Regions from separate parts of the Sus scrofa genome. Here region 1 is linked to region 2. The links are chromatin contacts, called in public Hi-C maps. All regions are on one chromosome and are shown on one strand. The core of a region is the stretch at or near the end of the contact, and the rest is flanking DNA. Distances in the headings are between cores, read along the strand shown. Region 1 has its middle 34 kb from the start of ATL2. Region 2 has its middle 69 kb from the start of HNRNPLL.

Region 1 (4,808 bases), core at 1,296-3,795, 100 kb before region 2:
CCCAAACTCTCCTTAGAAATCTCACCCTGTGCCCTATCTGCTCAGCCCAGATGGAACTCCCTGGCCAACTAGCCCAGCCTGGGTCAGTCTCAGCCTCACTCTCCAAGCTTAGGGGTTTGGACCACAGACTCTTCTCTTGGTGGGGATGCGTCTGCAGCTACTCCACATACCCACTGCCACCTCACCAGCTAGGTCCCCTTCACACTCAACATCAGCTGCAAATCTTTCCCTCCTCCTCTTTGGGAGCCCACAGTATGGATAATGACAGTTTTTAATATCTTTCTCTAAAAATATCAGCAAAGACAAGAAAGGCACAAGATAAAAAGCTCAAAAGAAATATGAAGCATGTGCTTTAAAATTTTTCATCCTTCAAAGGAAGAATCAAAGATCATTAAAATATTAGAGAAGGGAGCACAGGTAGATAAGAATTACACTTGCATATTCTTTAAATTATAAATTAGTATGTTGCACCTCTTTTTTTTCCCAACAACTTAGCTGATTGAACTGATAAAGTTTGCAGAACCCCAAAAGCCTGTGAAATAAATGTACCTTGTATGCACTACACTACATGTATCATATTATATAAACTTTGTTGATATGCTAGGTGACCTTCAAATAAGCACGAAGAAGACAATAAATTCTTAGACCAAAACAGAATGAGATGGCTTTTGTTATTCCCCTAACAGTTTGCAAATATGGAATGAGACAACTGATTCTCTACTGGGCCAGGCAGGAGTGGACTGTGGGAGGCTGAGCGAGGGTGAAGTGGCCCTCGCAGTATTGTTCCTGCATAATCCAAGGTCCCATTCTGAGACCCCTAGAGCCAAAGGAGGCTGGTTGTAAACCAAGTGGCAGTGGATGAAAAGTGGCTTCAGGGTCTTGGGTTGGACAATCAGGAAGATAGAGGCAAGCGCAGAGACAGGAAACTGTCCACTTGGAAGAGGAGGTGGAGTACCTTTTTTTTTCTTTTATGGCCACACCCCTGTGGCATATGAAGTTCTGGGCCAAGGATTGAATTCGAGCCGTAGCTGTGGCGACACTGGATCATTTAACCCACTGCACCAGGCTGGGAATCAAACCTGAGCCTCTGCAGCAACCAGAGCTGCTGCAGTTGGATCCTTAACCCAATGCACCACAGCAGAACTCCTGGAGCACCTTCCAACAAAGACTTTGTGCCCTGGACATGGCCAAGGAGGAAGCCATTCAGGCATCAACTGGGTTCACATTATTTCTCTTCCTCCTGGAGTCATAACTCACTCTACTCATCTCTGAAATTCACCATTCTTGCAACACCAAAGATGGGCACAGTGCAAAACCTAGAAAATCTAAGTATCTGGAATATAGAGTCACACTTTGTTTTCTTTCAAGAGAAGTCTCTACTTCTTTGATCTTGAATATAAAGTAATGTAGTTGACTATTTGGGTCAAGTCTGATAAATAAAGTAGGTAAATATGATGTGGGATTTAAAATCATGCAGTCTCTCTGGCATGAGCATGCAGTGATTAAGCTCACAGAGCTGGAACCACCATAAAAGAAAACAGAGGAACTGGGTCTGGAGTCATGGCTTTTCCACCGACTACCTCCTTCACTTCGTCTCAATTCCTTCAGCTTTACAATGTGGATGATAACATGTTCTTGTTTAAAATACTAAATAAACTGGAAATGGATCTGCCAGTGTAAGGTACTGTTATTAGGACCCTATTAGGTACATCGATCAACTTCCCAAGAATGAACCTCAAACATATCGAACACCAAAATATATTAAGAAAAATTGCATCTTCCTGGGAGGATTCAGAAGGTATTTCAGCAAGTGCTTCCGGCTCATTTATAAACATCCTTTATCCTTAGGGCCACACCTGCGGCATGTGAAAGGTCCCAGGCTAGGAGTCAAATTGTAGCCACAGCTGCTGGCCTACGCCACAGACACAGCAACCCGGGATCCAGGCCGTGTCTCCAACCTACACCACAGCACAGGGCAATGCTGGATCCCCGGCCCACTTAGGGAGGGATGGAGGCCAGGGACTGAACCTGTGTCCTCATGGATACCTGATTCACTTCCACTGCGCCACAAAGGGAACTCCTCAACTATATTTTTAAATAACTCCTATTTTACAACTCTGCTTGCAAATGGCACAAAGTTTGAGAAAATCAAAAAATAGAATCAGTTTTTACATGGCAGGAGATCCAGAAATTTATTCTTTTTCATTTTCATCATGATGTTATAACAGATGATAAGCTATGTTTTAGAATGATTTGTATCCAAAGTGAATTAAATTGTTAAAATGTCAAAAAAATAAATAAAAAATAAATAAACATCATTTATCGTTACGCCATAAATCTGTGAAAATACCAGTTAACAGAAAGTTCTGTTTGGTAGAATGGTGCAGAAGCCAACTTCTGAATAATACCATATCGTTTTCAAATCAACATACCATGGAATGATCCAAGGAAGTTTTCGCCAAAACAGTTTTAAGGTTACACGAGTTAAATACATACTCAGGGCTGGAAAGCTTTGTTCCGGCTCTGTCAGCTTAATCACTGTTTACTGGTCCCAGGCGGATTTCAAGGGATAGTGTTAGGCATTACGATGTGTGGTCAGTGATTCACACTCAAATCATTGTTTTTAGGCAGGAAAGTCAAACATTTGGGCAACAAGCCTTGAAAGATTCTTAGTTATAGGGAGGTTAGGCAGCCTTGCTCTCATCCAAAGAGAATTTTAAAGGCTTTCATCAACTGCAAGTCTGAAGATTCCTGTTTACCACAGTGACACAGAAACTGCATTCGAGGGAAAACATTTGTCCTTCAGACTTTCTGGAAACCACACACTGTGGTGAATATCATTTCACGAAGCAGTGATCTGGGAGCCAAACAAAAGCTGTCCACTAAAGCCGTAAATTGAGTCTCATCTAGGTTAAGTTAGGAGATCCCATTTGTAATTTAGTTCTGAGACAGGACCAGAAAGAAAAGGTGGAGGAGTTCCCATCGTGGTGCAGCGGAAACAAATCCAACTAGGAACCATAAGGTTGTGAGTTTGATCCCTGCCCTTACTCAGTGGGTTAAGGATCCGGCATTGCTGTGAGCTGTGGTGTAGGCTGCAGACACGGCTCGGACCTGGTGTTGCTGTGGCTCTGGCGTAGGCTGGCAGCTGTAGCTTCGATTAGACCCCTAGCCTGGGAATCTCCAGATGCTTCGGGTGCAGCCCTGAAAAGCAAAAAGAAAGAAAGAGAGAGAGAGAGAGAGAGAAAGGAAGGAAGGAAGGAAGGAAGGAAGGAAGGAAGGAAGAAAGAAAGAAAGAAAGAAAGAAAGAAAGAAAGAAAGAAAGAAAGAAAGAAAGAGAGAAAGAAGAAAGAAAGAAAGAAGGAAGGAAAGGAAGAAAAGGTGGAAGCCTTTTCCCATTGGTGCAAGGACTGTGCATTAAAATCTCCAGAGAAATAAAACCAGGTGTGGTAGAGACAGGAAGACAGAAGAATTGTATGACTGACTCAAGCCAGGAAACGAGAGCAAAAAATAAAAATCATGCTGGGGGCCAAGGAAAAGCTCCTGGAGGGACTTTGGGAGTGAAGGTGACGCCCATGAAATGTTGAGAGAAGCTCTACAAAAGCTTACTCATTTTTGACATGAAGATTTTAAAAAAAGCATCACTAGTGATCAAGGAGGTAATTAACTGGTGTGGGAGAGAGGCAGCATGTAAGAATAGGCTCGGTGAGAGAGCATGCCTCTGCATGAGTTCTACAAAGGCACCACCCAAGTTAAGGCCTTGCTTCTCAAGTGAGGTCCATGGGGAGTTCCCTGGTGGCCTAGTGAATTAAGGATCCAACATTGCCACGGCTGCAGCTCTAGTCGCTGCTGTGACTCGGGTTCAATCCCTGGCCAGGGAAATTATGCATGAAAAGGGCCTGGCCAAAAAGAAAAAATGAAATGAGGCCCGTAGGGCTGCAGCGTCAGCCTCACTGGGAGCGTGTCAGAACACGACTCTCAGGCCCCATCCCAGACCTACTAAATCAGAATCTACATATTGACAGGATCCCCAGGAAACTGATTGCCCTGTAAATGGAGTTCTAGTTTTTTCACAGCCCTTGCAACCTCATCTCCTCCTTTTCTTTGTTCTCTTGCTTTCCCTTCGCCTTTCATCATTTTCTTCCTCAAATTCCAAAAACAAGTTATGTGTGAAGATCAGTATCTACTTGTCTCTACTTGGTTCTTATTCAAATATGTAATTACATCTCTACTTGGGCCTCATTCAAAACACAAACCAGCCTCAATCCATAAACATGTGAACAAAACAGTTACATTGGGCCCCAAGGGAAACAGCAGGCAAGAGCCCTCCCCCTCAAGATCTATATTTGTGTCATTTATTTATTTAGACAGAGCCTTAAGTGTACACAGTGCTTTGTGGGGGAACATGCCAAGGAAAGACTGTAACCCCTGGCCTTTAAATATATATATATTTTTCTTTTTCTCTTAAAGCTCTTGGGAATAGCGAGGGTGGGGACAGAATTATGAAATCTTTGTACCAAAATGTATGAAATGAATAGAAGGAAGCCATAGGGCCTCCAGACCTCTCTAAGAAAACAAGCAAGACTTTCCCAAACAATGTGCAGGAGCATATTTTTGCTGTGTGTGGAAACAAGCCCTTAGTTATCTGAAGGAGGCTCAACCGCCCCCCACAACACACACACACACACACACACACACACACACACACACACACACACACACACACAGCACACAAAACACAGAAAGGTAATTTTAAAGCCATTTTGGACAGAGATATCCATTTAGAAAGGAAACTTATAAAAGGAAACTTA
Region 2 (4,428 bases), core at 1,918-4,417:
AGGGAGGACTGAGTAAAGACCTGCAGAATGGACCTAAACAGGGTATGCGTGTTCCAAACCAAGAGATGATTCCTATATCTTATCACGGGAAGTTGGCCAGAATTTATTTGTAAGACTCAAATAACATACAAAGAGAAATCAGATCCTTTGTTCTAGCTCCTGTTCTGCCACTATGTCATTAGATAATCTAAAGTGATTATTTAATCTTGCTGATAGAGGGTTGGGGTCTGGTGTTGTCACTGTGGTGGCTCAGGTCACTGTTGTGACTTGGGTTTGATCTCTGGTCCAGGAACTTCCACATTCTGTGGGCACAGCCAAAAGAAAAAAATCTTGCTGATAAATGTGGAGTTACAGACTTTCAGAGTTGGGTAAAATTTATGAATCTTGCTCAAGTTTATGAACCACAAGTCAGAATAGATTTGACAAAACATTCTTCCATTTCCAAAATCAAGAGGCTTTCAAGAGGGTGTGCAGTGAATGGGCACTCTGGAGTTTCTGGGACCCCTGATGGTTTATAGTCACCGCCACAGGCAGAATAGTGAAAACAGGACTATTCCAGAAAGCCTGAGACAAGGGATGACCAGAATGGATGGCTTTCCAGCAGGATGTTCCTTCCAGAGCATCACCACATGGTCAGAAGTACCTTCTTGTATATCTCCTTGGGGGCTCATTTTACTATTGAAACAAATAAACAATCAAAAAAATCCACTTCTTAATAACTTATTTCTTGGTCCCAATTTTGTCCTCTAATCCTACATAGAATAAATACCTTCTCTTTCACATACATTCTAAATATTTAAGAGAGAGACTGGTTTCTGCATGTCTTCTTTATTCTAAACCAAACATCCTCAGTCACCACAACTGTTTCTTGGCTTCCAGGCCAGTCTTCCGGGATAAACTTTTAGCTAACTATATGCTAACGGACCATGCATCTTTTTAGAGAGATGGTTAGACCAGAGGCATAGCACACTTTAGCCGTAAGGGGAAGGTTGAGGCTCCCTTAGCATACCCAAGGAGAGGAAGCAGCTGGAACCTAGTCGGGGGTACAGTGTTGGACATTTTTTGGCTTCATCCACTCTCCTTTCTAGAACCCCCATCCTTTGAAAGCACATGCCTCCATTCAAAAGACCAGGACATGCTCCCTGCGTCGGGATGGGACCTGCCTTTGGCAGCAGGACTAAGGTGCAGCCAAGTAAAAGAGCTAGGGAGTAGCTAGCCCAGAGTTCTGCTCTAGGCCAAGGGAAGTGCTGTGGTCCCTTTGTCCAGGTCTTCTCATCAACCAAGTAAAAAAGGTCAGATAAAAGGGTCCAAAGCGGTTTTTCACCTGCCTTTGGCCTGGACTTAGTTTGAGAGAAAAGGAGTGCTTGAAGCTCACCCACCCATGAGGGCTAGCCAAGAGCCAGCCACCTCCATCTCCTTCCAACAGAGTAATAGCTGACAACCACCAGAGAGTAAGAGTACTACAGTGACATGATTACAGCCCTTGGCCCTGGTGCTGGGCTTCTATTAATGAAAGCAAACCTGGCATTTCCCTTTTTAACCAGTTTCTTGATTGATTCATATTGAAACCATGGATTACAAGGAAAAAATATTTCCCTAAGTAAAATTAAACCTTGATTTGGCAAGGTCTAGCATCAGATGAAGTCAAAGAGGAAGAGATGACTGAGGAGCCCTGACTCTATCGCTAACCTCTGGGTGCTCTCACTTCAATTACCAAGTCAACACTGCCCTGGTACCCAGGGGCTACAGCTGTTTGTCACAGCTCTGGTCTAACAATGGACACCATGCCTCCCCTTGTCTGTTAGTTTTCTCTTGGCTATGCTAAGACCAAGTGGCACTGCCAGCATGGGGGTCAGCTACACCATAGCTAATTTGTCCCGAATTCAGAGGCTCTAATCCAATTCACTCAGTATCGGAGAGACCTAAACACTTGCCCAAAGGGGCTGAAACAAGTCTTCACTAATCCCTCTTGGGTCCCTCATTTCTACACCATCCTCCAGCCCTGCCCCCAGAGGTTGCCTCACTGGAATTTGGCCCCCTCAATCTCTATGCAAAGTGAGATCACCAGCTCTGCAGCCCACCCAAGTAGTCCCTGCTCAGATCTCAGAATCAGATTTGAGAAATATTCCTCTTCCTTAATGGCATGATGTAATGAATGACCTCACCCTTCAGATAGGACCCTGCCTTTTCATGAAGAGGGATGCCCTTAAGCACAACAACACAATGTTCACGAAGTAAACTAGATGACCTGCCTAGTCTTGAGCTAGGAAAGGCCCCCAAAGACTTGGGCCTTCCCTGCAGTACCTCTAGGCAGGTCTGGATGAGGGGCCACCTTGGAGGGGCTGCTCTCCCTCTGCAGCACCTGCTTTGTATAACAGGAGGTGCCAAGCAGCATATGGCTTATGGCCTGCAAGCTTCAGAGAGCCCAGGAAAGAGCTTCCTTCAGGACATGCTTAGCTTCATGGCAGTACAGACCATAGGAAAGGGACCATGTGCCACAGAGAGTTGCCTTCAGGTCCAGGCAGCCAGCAATTCTCTTTTGTGTGGGTAGAAAGTTCTGCAGGTCTCACTGATCTTCTTGGCAGGCTAATGGGACAGGGAGAATGGGTACTTACACACCTGCTCTGATGGGGACTGAACCCCTGCCCTCTGCCAGGGCCTCAAAATACTTTTCTGCCTCTCCAGTTGTGCCACTTTCCTCCAGCACCAAGGGGGAGGGCTGGTCGGCCAAGTGAGGCGTCCCAGAACTTGTGCAGGAGGTCTGAAAGACTGCGGCCAGATGCCCTTCCACACGCTCTGGTCAGCATTGCTTACTTCATAGGTTACAGCTCTGGAGGTCATCACACATGCTTTTCACAAGCCTAGCTGGCTGTTGTGAGGGGGGAAAAATTATATAAGTCCAGCTTTAATACCCCTCCTGGAAAGAAGTGAGAGTACAAAGAAATATGCATGTACATATTCATATATATACACATTAATTTTAAGTACTTGTAAATTTTAAGAGCTCATTTTAAGAGTTCTTAGGCAAAATCACCCCCTCTTAATTGAATTTCCACTTCTTGAAGGTGGAAGAGATTCTGAGGGGAACCCTGGCTTCGGCTGGGAAGGAGGATCCCTGGAGGGAGCGTTCACTCAGTGTCCCTGGCCCGGGCCCAGATCGCCCCCTGGAGGCCTACTCCGCTCGGACAAGAGTTAAAGGATGGCCCATCTGCCTTCGGTTTGTAACTGCAGGACTTGGACACCCTTCTTGGTCCTCGCAGGAAGGCTGTGCGGACCCTCAGACTCGTGGGATCCAACCGCCCTCGAAGGGCCCTGCACCCCACTCGGCGGAGGCAGCTTTGCGGGGACTTATGGCCACCAGGTGGCGCGACGCGGCGGCTGGCGCGCCGCTCCGGGTGGGGGTCTGAGTGGAGGATCCGGGGTAACTGGCCTCCTGAGCCAACCCGCGCGACCGCATACCCAGAGCTGTCCCAAGCGCCCAGCGCCTGGGGCCACAGGGGATAGGCGGCTTCAACAGAGTTGTTGAACAGTCTTGTAACAGTATTTTTTCACCCCACCCACCACCCACCAAATCAATTTAAAAATAAACGATAAACTGATAAGGGAAGTTGTTGGCCACAAAGTACAGATCAGCTTGAATACAGGTAACAGCAGCTGTGTTGTTTAAGGAGCGTGGGTTCTAATTTGCTTAACGACCTTGGGCACATTATTTAACCTCCATCTCACCTTGTTGCCTCATCGGCAAATGCCAATAATTTACATAGAGCTTACATCATAGGGTTGTTGACAGGAATTAAATTGAATTAAATGTATGTAATATATGTACAGATTAAATCATATATACATATAAAATACATATTTACATCTATACATTATATAAAATACATAATTATATGTATAAATACATAAATATGTGACATAGTTATATGTCAAGCACAGAGTAAGCACTAATAATGTTAGCTATGTATTATATTTTAGTATGCAACTTCTACAAACTATTTATTTTTGTCTTTTTGCCTTTTCTAGGGCCGCACCTGCAGCATATGGAGGTTCCCAGGCTAGGGGTCTAATCAGAGCTGTAGCTGCCAAGCCTACACCACAGCCACAGCAACGTGGGATCCGAGCTGCATCTGCGACCTACACCACAGCTCATGGCAATGCCGGATCCTTAACCCACTGAGAAAGGCCAGGGATCAAACCTGCAACATCTTGGTTCATAGTCGGATTCATTAACCACTGAGCCACAATGGGAACTCTGACAAATTATTTATTTTTAAAAACATCTTTCATTCAAACAAGAGAAAGTCATACCTTGGGGGAGGGTTTGTTAATTTTTTTATGGAAATTTTCAATAGAGAAAATAGTATAATAAACCCCCATGGACCTATCACCTAGTTTCAATAATATCAACACATGGTCTGTTCTGTT

The links. Hi-C and Micro-C count contacts between places; a contact is called where the count stands out from the background.
Region 1: a Hi-C map of skeletal muscle shows a contact between it and region 2, with 2.1 times the contacts expected there. A contact is called at or near these places in 3 of 47 Hi-C or Micro-C datasets (embryonic fibroblasts, liver and skeletal muscle) and 1 of 2 datasets of targeted methods (skeletal muscle).

Annotation. Positions count from the first base shown.
Region 1 is chr3:101,920,863-101,925,670 of Sscrofa11.1, reverse strand. No RefSeq gene overlaps it. Among named protein-coding and RNA genes, the nearest start is that of ATL2, 34 kb to the left of the region's middle.
Region 2 is chr3:101,819,845-101,824,272 of Sscrofa11.1, reverse strand. It overlaps the pseudogene LOC110260126. Among named protein-coding and RNA genes, the nearest start is that of HNRNPLL, 69 kb to the right of the region's middle.